Regions from separate parts of the Gasterosteus aculeatus genome. Here region 2 is linked to region 1. A link is a contact called in public Hi-C data. All regions are on one chromosome and are shown on one strand. The core of a region is the stretch at or near the end of the contact, and the rest is flanking DNA. Distances in the headings are between cores, read along the strand shown.

The links. Hi-C and Micro-C count contacts between places; a contact is called where the count stands out from the background.
Region 2: a contact with region 1 is called in a Hi-C map of skeletal muscle, with 3 times the contacts expected there. The contact joins the promoter of efcab7 here to the promoter of atg4c in region 1. A contact is called at or near these places in 3 of 6 Hi-C or Micro-C datasets (skeletal muscle and whole body).

Annotation. Positions count from the first base shown.
Region 1 is chr8:10,473,515-10,479,523 of fGasAcu3.hap1.1, forward strand. atg4c (autophagy related 4C, cysteine peptidase) reads left to right here and starts at 2,519. Exons shown (of 11, transcript XM_040184880.2): 1 at 2,519-2,757; 2 at 2,870-2,991; 3 at 3,868-3,951; 4 at 4,103-4,333. The coding sequence starts at 2,916. It overlaps dock7 (dedicator of cytokinesis 7), which reads right to left and starts at 1,507. Exons shown (of 52, transcript XR_013468592.1): 1 at 1,347-1,507.
Region 2 is chr8:10,620,335-10,626,244 of fGasAcu3.hap1.1, forward strand. efcab7 (EF-hand calcium binding domain 7) reads left to right here and starts at 3,508. Exons shown (of 13, transcript XM_040184205.2): 1 at 3,508-3,931; 2 at 4,536-4,747; 3 at 4,941-5,027; 4 at 5,466-5,700. The coding sequence starts at 3,802.

The DNA.
Region 1 (6,009 bases), core at 1,269-3,768:
GTGAGATACGGAAACTTATTTCCATTACTTAAAGTCGGCAGCGCTTTTTTGAGCAAAATGAACAAAGGACAGTCCCCATGCTTGTGTTTTTTTGTTTATTTCCTGTATCCCCATTAGGATGTACACAGCATCACTGTGTATGTTCATCTGTAATTCTGCCAGCTTACCATCCTGTCGGGCATCTCAGCCTCCTCTTGTGCGAACAACCTGCCATGCGACGGCTCATTCTCAATCCACATCAATCGATGGGAAGGTTCGATCACTGGCTGGGGTTTTGATTAATGGGGAGTGAACTCACAAGCAGCACCAACAACGGAGTGGACACCACGTGATCACAGCAGACAGACTTATGAATCCAACCTGTGATGTTTGTGGAGTTTTTTTTACTGAAAAAGTTAACATATCTAAGAGGAAGAAATAGAAGATCATGTGTAAGCCTTCTTTAATAATCTAGATTTTTCATAACGAAAAGTTAAGCGGGAGCAATTATTCCTTCTCTCCAAATACGTTATAGCGGAATCATAACCTCTCGAGTTCAGAGGTCAGAGATAAAACCGAATCACGAAGCCGACACATATTATTTTGTTTATCAATATTTACGAGATTCACTTGTGAGTGTGAGTTCAATGATTAGCTAAATATGTCTGTGTTGACACTGAGAGAACAGAATATGTATCTATGTATACAGCCGTCACTTGGGGAGATGGCATTTGACAGCTAGCACAAAGACCTTTGTTAAAGAGATTAACGTACTTTGATCAGTCAGAGAGGCGGGTGAGGAGATTATTACATCGTTATTTGCTAGCTGTTGATGGAAGCTCTTGTTTCCAGTCTTACTGCATTACAAGGACGGGTTCTCGCCTAAAACATAACTTAAAGTTCAGGCTCATCTCTCCCGTCAGTGCCTCCTAGCTCCTGGCCGTTAGCGAACGTTACTGTGGGCAAGATGGCTAACGCTAGCTGTCTAAAATAAACGTTTTTACAATTTACAGCATGTCCCTCGCATTGCAAATAATTTGCGAAAACCCGAGTGCCGTTTTGACGAGACGAGCGTATTTCAAGGATGAACCATCTCCCTTCTTTGTTAGCTATCCATGGGGACAGAGACTAGCAGCTAGCGGTGACGTCTGTTTGGGTGGGTCTGAGCATCTCATAGATGTGGCTAAGTAGCGCAGCTAACGTTAGCTCGCAGCGGCCGGGCTGCGCTGCTGGCCGGGCCTCCTTCACAGGGTTTCCCCCGCCGGTGGTCTCGGGGCGACCAGCAGTGAAGGCGACATGGTTCTCGCTGCGCCTTTGACGACCTCGTTACGGGGAGGGGGTCGGTGGGGGCGTCTCGAGTCTTTTACCTGCTGATTTTTTGGGCGAAGGCGCGGCGTTCAGCCATGGCTGTGGCCGCCGATGAGCTTTGAAATTCCCAGGCAGCCTTTACAGGAGGCAGACTCCGCTTTCCAATCTCCTCGGCCACAGGAAAAACTGGAAAACGGGAGAATGGATGATTACCGTAATGGCAGTAATGGTTTGCAACAGAACACACCCAAAGAAAAGCCATTGCGCACCGTAATGTGTGGAATAAAACTACTAGGATATGTGAATTTCACATAAAAGCCACCCTTACAAATGGCATTCTGTTTAGGTTAGGGTTTAACTACTAGGTTTGGGGTTTTTTTTCATTGTGGATTATGATCAGTTACCATTTAAATTATGGTACCATTGACATACTTAAATGTTGTAATTTTCACTTCAACCCTGAGAGATTAGACAAATAGATAAAATAGATGGATAGATATACTAGTATATACTTTTACAAGATAAAAAAACAAACAAAAAAAGACAAATATTTATACTTAAATATTTGTCTTTTTCCATTCGCAAAAGTATCATATTACACTCTAAGTATACCTTCAGTAATGTTTTTGTGAGTTTCAAACAAATATTCACAACAAGTCATTTAGTAACTATTTAACGGCAGTATGTCAAGACAAACTACTGGATGAAAAATAATGAAATATACAGTACAAACACAAACGAACACAGATGACTCCACATAAAAGTCACACACACACACACACACACACACACACACACACACACACACAGACACACACACACACACACACACACACACACACACACACACACACACACACACACACACACACACAGATTCTTTGAATCTTGAATAAAAGTCACACTGATATATTTTGATTCCGTTTTAAAAAGTTACAAATTAACTACAACTAAATTATAAATAATAAAACATCAAGTAATACGGGATTTCCATGTTCCATGCTATATTTTCTTATTTGTGTTTATCCTGGCGTTTAACTTGAACATTCATATTGATTGCACGATGGTTGATTACTTTTGGATCAAATAGAGGATTCTGGATTTTTATCCGTTTCCCGGCATTTATCATAAACTGGGCCCCTTAGACAATAAACTATGTACTGTCACAAGGAATAACAAGCGAGTGGTTATTTAAACTCCGCCCGCTCGGATGACCCAGATTAACACATCGAGCGTATTCTTGGTCCAGGCGGAAACACCGCGAGATCACGAGTGTTTCTCTGCTACTTCCTCAATATGTAAACATCGGAGACCGCGGCGCAGTATTATTAAGTTACACTGCAAGTCCACGGCGATGCACTGCGTTAACTCATCGGTATTACAACAATATACAACGTAATAAAGTTTGTACAACGTAACCAGGTGGAAGGAAATGAGGAAAAAAATCTCGATCGAAGGCGAAGTTCCGAGGTAAATACTTGTTCACTGCAAGCTGTGATTTCACGTAATTCTCCTTTATGGACTGATCCGGGTCACCTATTCATACTCTCTTCTTTGCACTCGTCTGTGTGTTGTGCACCAGGGGTTGTACGCGGTGAGGGAATGGGTTACATCCCTTGCTGGTCTAAATGGAGAATAAAGGGAGCGACGAGGTGGAAACATTGAAGACAAAGTTCTTGTCTGTGTGGCACAATGTAAAATACAGTAAGTCGTTTGCTTCAGGCTAACACGCACACATTAGACGCGCACACATCCATGCCACCCGAGCTTAGTCCTTTCTCCACTTTATGTGAAGTATACTAGTGTCATGCATTAGTGGTGTGTAGTTTGAACCTGTCCATTGAGCTTCGATCTTAATTTCTCGATTGGAGTTATTGTACTTCGTAGATCAGAATCCGCTTTATATAGGCCTACCAATTATATTCTATGCCCAAATACAAGGGATCTTACTTTTCAATGCTTACATTATACTTGTTCACGGTTCCAGGAACAATTTCTAGGAGGATTTAAATAGACATGCAGCTAAAAAATCAAGGGGAACCGTGCTGAACAAAGACAGGGACATTTTTACAAGTCAAAGTAAATACAGAGAGATCAACTGCAGACACAAGAGCCGGCACAGATACAAACATGCATCAGAATTCAATGAGACAACAACCTACTGCTGTTGAGTCAGCCTTTAAAATAGCTCTATGCCAACAGGTCCACCAAGGCTAGTTTATTTTGATTTTAAAAAATGTGGTTATTGTCTCCCTTTCTATACAGCTTAACAGGGAGAAAAGAGGAAAAAAGGGTAGTAAGTACAATAATAAGAGTAAGTAGGCAGTAATCCTCAGATCTTGCATGAATGAGTGAGTGAAGTCTAGTTTGGTCAAAGGAAAGACAACCAGGTCCTTTCTTATACAACTGGGACCACTGGTTTCCAATTCCCCTTTTCTATGACCCAACCACATTTACTGTCATCTGCACATCATAGCTCAGCAGCCAAAAGAGGCAGGGTCTTCACAATAGGAAGAGTTTGTCTTTTGTTTTTAACCATCAACTTAACTAACATATTGTCTTCTTTATTGTGTTTCTTAGGTTGGGCTCTAAAGTCAAAGACCTCATTCAGTAGAAATTCCCCGGTGTTTCTTCTCGGAAAATGTTACCATTTTAAGGCAGAAGGTATAGCAAACATGCACAGGACTACAATTTAAATACACACTACCTGTAATGATGTTCACATGGCCATTCAGGCCATTAAATCACACAGAAATCCCAATTGTCCACTGTGCACATATCTGAGTGGATCAAACGTCATCCGTTTTTTCCCCAGATGACGAAAGTGTCACTGAAGCCTGTTACGATGCCTCCGACGAGGACTCCGTCACGGGGAACGCCGAAGCTTTCCGCAAGGATTTTGCGTCCCGAGTGTGGCTGACCTACAGGGAGGAGCTGCCGCCTCTGCCCAGCTCCCCCCTGACCTCCGACTGCGGCTGGGGCTGCATGCTGAGAGCTGGGCAGATGATGCTGGCTCAGGCACTCACCCTGCACTTCTTGGGCCGAGGTGAGTAGAATGTCAGCGACCCCACCTGAGAAGAGGTCCAACCCTACATGATCATAGGAAAGGAAGAAATGCGACATATATTTCCTTCTTAGAAAAGTGGATTCATTTCTTTCTGACTTTACTTTAATCATTTAAATTTTATTTTGAAAGGTCTGATCACATTCGATCATTCATTTGATCATTTGAGCAGGTAAAATTGCATGAATTAAATGGCTTTTCACTTCCGGGAATATTAAACCATTGCGAGGAGTCCCACACTAAGCTTTTTTTGATTCACAAGTCAGAAAGCTCTCTCTCAAAAGGCTGATTTGAATTCTCGGACTAGCTGGAATTATTTGGTTGTGAAAAAGAAAAATGTACCTTCCTTCATTCTTAACAGCCCCTGCTGAAGTGCCCTTGGCCCAAGAGAAGAAGCTACACATGTAGATATTTTGAGATGCTTACACACTGCAGTTCCCAGGCTTTTTTTTACTTTAAATTAATACGGAGATGGACCGTGATTAATCCGCAAACACCTGTTTGTAATTTTACAGAGATCTAATAAGGACAATGTATCCAGCATGGTAGCTCCAGTGGCTGATGGGGTGTCCTAGTTCTAAAGAAATAGCAATAGTAAATCAGATATCGGATCGCTCTAGGTCATTTTGAAATGTACTGCAATTGGATCCCATGTTCATTTTCTTTATTTTAAATCAAAGCAGTAAAGGGAACTTCTAGCCGGTTTAGACAGTTTCCTCATTCTCAGTCTAAAAAGGAAAGTTTAATTTGGTTGATGAAAAAGCATTTAAGATGAGTGAATTCCTCATATCTGTTGGATCTATTGTCTCTGAAGTGTCCTAGACTTTACAGGTCCTCATAATGAGAGTTTAATGTAGTCATTTGGAAAACAATATTTAAAACTTGTTCTTCTGTCCAATCTAAAATATGTCACTAATGACATATTTCTCTATAAAATGACTAATGGCCACTTAGGGATATTTATTGAACAATTTCACTTTGATTCACTTTGGATCAAGGTCATTTTGTTAATGCCTTAGACTCTAGTCTGGCCCATTTTATAGCCTGAGCCACTCCCTTTCTCTCCGCCTTCGGCTCCCACTCTGTTTGTAAGGCTAAGGCATCGTTAAAGTGAAATACTGGGACACTCAAACTTTATAATTGAACAGAATGACACCTAGTTGGTTACTGAAGGGACTGTCTGTCTCTTTAAGAGAAAAACCTTCAATTTAAAGTTCTAAAAGATGTTTTGCTCGCTGTAAATTAAACTTTGATCAGGTCCACGGACCCTCAAAGATACTTTGTCAAATAGTTGTTGTTCTATTACAAACCTGTAAACGTGTTCGTACACTACAAATAAAACCTTCATTTCACATCTCATCTCTACAACTATGTCCTTGTAAAAGGTGTTTTTCAGTGGCACCCTTTTTAGATGGGGATAATTATGTATTACTTATTTATCATTAATAATGTGTTGTTGTGTTGGTGATTTCTGGCTCAACCTCTTTATCTACTTGCATAACATGACAAATAATCCTATTGAAATTGGCACCCACAGACATGCAGTATAGGATATTGGTAGTCCGAGGTACTGTCAGTGGTCTAAGAAGTACAGTTGATTAGCAAAATCAAATTTGTATCCAAAGGCCACTTTAAAAACTCAACCCTAGATTTGAGTC
Region 2 (5,910 bases), core at 2,258-4,757, 150 kb after region 1:
GAGAGCCTAGTGCACAATTTGGTCTTAAATGAATGCCAACAGAACAAAAATCACAATTCGTTGTTATGTATCTCTACATCCAGTTGAGTAAGGGACAAATGCAGCTCATTCTGGATCCGTTTTTCTGTCATACTCCACATAATCTCTATTTCTCTTTAGCTCAGCAGACGTCCAGTGAGGAAACGTCCTTGTTCACTGCTGCCATCTGCTGACTAATTAAACATACAGGAGCAATCAAATGGAAGGAAAACCACACAACCCCTCAAACAGGGGTATTCAATTCCTATGCAACGAGGTCCAGTGTCCTCACGCAAAGGTCTCGATTAACCAATAATGATTTTGGAACATAAAAATTGAATTTGTATTAACATCTCTTTGAAGTCGACAACTGACTGTTGTATTTTAATTATAAATACATGTTGTTCTCTGATTTCATTTACAATGAGGACTGGAACAAAGAATTCAAAAAATGTTTATCTTAACATAAAGTACTTTATTTAAGAAACATGAATTTAACTGAACTCTCTTGCGACTTTAAATGGAATTAATTCAAGTGCAGTGATGTCACCCATATATTATTGTATATTACTCTCATCTTCTAATGATAATTAAAACCACTTTTTAGCTGATCCTCTCTAATAACACTATTTTCTGGGAGTGATTTCATGAGTTGGGATTATTTTCTGTGTCTCAGTTTCAGATTTGAGTGAGTTGGTACGTTTGCTCGAATTGTCTGTGCTTTGCGTCGTAGTGGTGGATCACATTTCAATGATATCCAACAAACGTATGAGACATCCTAGTTTTGATTCGGTATTTGATTTGCTGAGTAGCAGCACGTGATATGGTTTAAAGCGCATGTGATTGGTCGGTGTGTTTCCGAGTCCGCTGAACGAGTGCCGTCAAGGCTAAAAAAGCCTCTTAATGAAATAGAAGCACGTGGGCAAACTTGAAAAAGTCCCAATTATCTATCTGTTCTAAGTCCAGGGTCCGGATAAGGAAAGGGACAGCTGGAAATGGATGAACAGGAAAAAACCCACAGCTGTATTGAGAAAGGAAAAGTCATGTCAGACTTCAGTATGTGATAAAACACCACCATCTCTCAATCTGAAGATATGATGGAGACGGAGACATTTCCGCCTATTGCAAAGATTTAAGACCAAAGAAGAAGTCTTGCACTGAAATATTCCCAGCTCCTCACTGGCCTTGATGGATGCATCCACTGACTGCTCCAGTTTGGTTCTGAGGGAGTGCAGTCTGGTCAACGTGAAGGGAGTGTCGGCCCATTGGGACGATGACTGGGAATGGTTGGTATTGTAATTATGACAGTGGAATCTTTTAAATATATAATTGGCTGTATGATTGAAAATCTAAAATATACCTCTAGAAAGACTACACACAACCACCAACATTGGCGGGAGCCTGAATGAGTGTTAAAGGGGGTTTGAAAATCACAAGATGCAAATAAAACAATAAAAAAAACACATTCCGTCTATCCTGAAAAATTGTTTATGACTAAAGCATTGCTCATCTTAAGCAACTCAAAAAGGATCATTCTTAATAATGCATTTCATTATATATCTCTGTTTTATTTTATACTCGCATTCCATTGGTGTGCAGGTTCCACTATTCATTCCCAATACAAATACAACTTACTTAGCTAAATTAAAACACTGCTCGTCCCCAAATGACCCTAATTTGACATGACCAAGTGAGGATTATGAATGTACTGTCAATTGAGCTCATGTAACGTATTAGTGAAAGCACTATAACATTAAAAACTAATGCTGGACTTGATCAATGCGCCAGACACCAACTGTCTGCCTTGACTAAGGAAATGGTTCTTGTGTTAAGTGACTCTTATACAACTATTTTTAGTGCTGTGTGATCATTTTGCCAGTGATAGATCTCCTTCATTCGGTGTCTCCTGTCATTAAATTCTGATATGTCACCATGAGCATCAGGAAAGTGTGGCAATTGAAACATAGCATCTCGTCAAAAGGAGTTCTCTGTAACCCTTCAACTTGATGCTCGACTTATTATACTATCTATCTATCTAACTATCAGTAAATCGACAATTAGCAGTAAAAACAATTGTTTGCTGCCTACAATATAACTCATTGATATAATAATAATAATATAATAACACGATCTAAAGTATATTTGTATATTTACTTAAGTTTATTTAAGTTGCCTTTGCTTGGTGGACTTTTATGGGGACAGTAATTTCTCTATTTGTGGCTTAAATCAAAAGTCCTTGTACAAATTGCCCTAAAGAATGTCCCTTTCAGGATGAGCAACAACCCCAGTTCTGTAATCCACGGTGCAGTTGCAGAATATACAGGTTATGTCCAAATGCGGACAGAGAATGGAGCTTGTGGATTGAATACAATACAATAATTTTAACAGCAAAAGCGCTTGATGGGGAAAATACGGGACCATCAAATCTATTATGATAAGTTCATGTTTCTTCAAAATAATCATTGCATTGGAAAAAGATGATTGAGAACCAACACATTTTACAGTAACTCTCTGCCTCACAGCTACATATCATTATTTTAGCTGTTAAATTCGGTGTATAGTCAGTAAAGACGTTAAGTTAAGTCATTGTGTCTATAAGTCTCATTCTTTTAAAAAATTGTGTGGGGTGTCAAGTAATTGCAGTATTTCAGTCCAATCTAATTTCTTGGTTTTTGAAATCGAAACTGGACTTGAGCAGTGTTACGGCAACATTAACATGAGCTCATAAAAGCCTAATGTATCAAACAATTGCAATACGTAAGTAAAGGAATATTGTGTTTGAACGTACAGAAGCAGGAATCAACATTATGCAACAAAATATAATTTGGGGTATTTTTCTCTGTCTCATATTATAATTATAATACATGACGGTCACTGCATTTTCCAATTCAATGACACAAAAATAAAGTAATTGTTTATTTAATTTTTATTTATATAATTGTTTTATGGGACCATTGCAGGCCAAGACATTAAAAAAAGGTATGAGGCCACAACAAACAATAATTTGCAACAAAACTCTGTTTTCCATATCGGTTAATATAAGAGCCACATTGATGGTTAGACCAACTCAGACCAAAGTCAAAGCGAATACTCCGTGTTAATTATTACATACTGTGATGTAAATCTGTGACAGGGAAGACTCTATTGACGATACGCAGAAAGTTATCATTTACCTGGTGATAGATGTGACCACATAATAGATGATAAAACAAATTTAAGATGGTTTTAGCGAAGATTGATCGTCACAAATGTATAAATCTGTCGCCTTTGCTACATCCAAACCGTAGGAGTAAAACATAAATGCTCCTGTTTATAGTTCCACATGTCGCAGTAATGGAAAGACAACTGGAACACGAAACAAACTGTTTGACTAAAGAATAAACCCGTGAATTTAATTTAAAGACGGTTTATTTATGTTAAGACTTCAAATTACTTAATTTGGCATTTACTTTTCTTTTTTGCAGGAACGGAAAGAATTGACGTTGTTTCTTCCGTGGGGTTTTTGGTGAACACTAGTGAGTTTTTGTTTACCTAGCAACAGAAGGCAAGTTAGCAACGGTGTTTGGAGAGTGTCCATGCTAACGCGAAGCTGGTTCAATATGATGCATCTTGAATGCTATTTGGCGATTGCTACCGTGTAATTAAAAAGTGAAGATAATAGCAGTTAGCTGCCATATTTGCCTGCCGTCCGCGTTTATAAACTGAACAGTGCTAAATTAGCTAACGTTAGCTATTAGGATCATTAACGGTTAGCTATAACCACGTCCATCGCTCACTCCTAAAATGTCTTTTCAAGAGTCACCTCGTCCTTCTGATGAAGAGGAGGCGTTCTATGTGCACTGTAGAGCCGCATACCTGTCTCTGTTCAAATCTAGTTTGGCAAATATTACTTCGAAACAGCAGCTATGTCGTGGTAAGCTCATTTTATCTGATTAATAAAAACCGCTTGCTTGTTATAGAACTGTTAACCCAGTAAAACGCATGTATGTGCCAATTCATTTTAATGCTATAACTACAACCTAACGTCAGTTATATGATTGGCATGTTAATATGACAGTGACATAATTATGTCATCTGGAAACAGATTTACACACTCTAGGAGTTATGAGGATGTTACATGGAGATGGCCATTTTTAAAGATTGAAGGTTTTGCCGTTTTACAGTATTTAAAAATAATTGATGTGATTTTCCCAGAAACTGTAATGAATCCACAGCTGAGCACTAATTAGGGACCCCTCTACAAAAGGTATTAGCTGATGACGCCTCATATTGATCTAATTTCAAGCTCCGAGAGACAGACATCGACCTACATGTTCAAAATGTTTTAGGAAGAGGGACATTTTCTAAACTCTTTAGTTGAGATGAGATAAGAAAAGTAGCTCACTGTGGGACAGTTTAAATAATGTAAATGTAATTTAAAAAGCACAGCAAAAAGATGTCCTTATGCTAATATCATTGGTTGTCATCAGCTGTTGCTGATGGTGGTTTCAATGTTCTTTCCCATTTATCCTTTTAAGCTCTACAGCAGGCTGGTAGAAATCCAGCCCACGCAACTCTAAATAAATACTGGACCCCAAGAACATCCAAGCTGAACTTCGATGACTTCTGTGAGATTCTCAAAAATGAGAAGAAAACTGATGAAACTGAGCTAATGAGAGCCTTCAAAAAGATGGATTTGAACAGTGACGGCTACATCTCACACAGTGAACTGCAGAAGGCCCTTACCACGGTGAGTAACCCTTAAACAGTTTGTTTATAGGATATCTATAACAAATCGACTGCTTATTTTTAAGATTCATGCTAAGGTTTTCAATACATGTGAGTAAGTGAATAAGCTATACATTCTGATGTTGTATACAGATAAACATGAACTGATTTTCTTTACTACTAAAGAACATCTGTCTTTTACATCTATCTTATAGAGAGGGGAGAAGATGACTATTGAAGAGGTGAACTCCATTTTTTCTTTGGCTGACATCAACAAAGACGGAAAACTGGACTATGCAGAAGTAAGTTAAGATAAGTAAGGAGGGACAGGGGGACTGATGTGGTGATTAGACTTGTGGTGATAAATCTTATACACCTAACCTACTGTATGTGTCTAGGCTTATGAAAATGTGTATTTTAAATGCATTTATTCAATCTTTGCTTATAGGTTATTTAAATGTTATATTTAATAGCGTTCACTCTTAACTACTTAACTTTTTAAGTTTGCTCAACATGTTTCTTTTGTTGTAAATTGACATAACATACAGAAGACTCAGCAATGCTAAGCAGCACAGAAAATTCAATAGTGCAAAACAAAACAATTCCATCACCTCCTAAAATTCGCTCCAATATCGTCTAATTAATTGTCATATGTTTACCTCCATCCAATGAAAACATCTTTATCTCTTAAAACTTCCTCATGTATCATGCTCTCACCGCTGGTTTCCTCTTGCTGTCAGTTCTGCAGATTGCTGCTGTCTACAGTAGAGCAGTGTGAGACGGCTGCTTTGGAGAGACTCGAGGCAAATGCCAAGCTGAAGCGACAGAACTTTGGCAGTCGGTCATACAGCCCTCCAAAGAGCTCAGTATCATCGGCATCATCGGCAGCATCAGCAGCATCAGCACAAGCGGCAGCGACTGTGCCTCAAACTCCAGAAACACTCCAAGCAGAATCAGACACCACACTCAAGAAAGGTACAACACGCAGGGATATGATACTGTAACCTGAAATTGACTGTCTGAATTTGATCAGTCTGGGTATGCGTATGCGTGGGATTTCTTTTTGCAACAGATTTGTATTAAAGACCCAAAGAGTGATTCCACATGGATAACTTTTTCTCTGTCATTTTGTCCGCTCAAAAGCATTCTTCTTCTCACACAAAACATAGTCCAACCTCTTTAAAA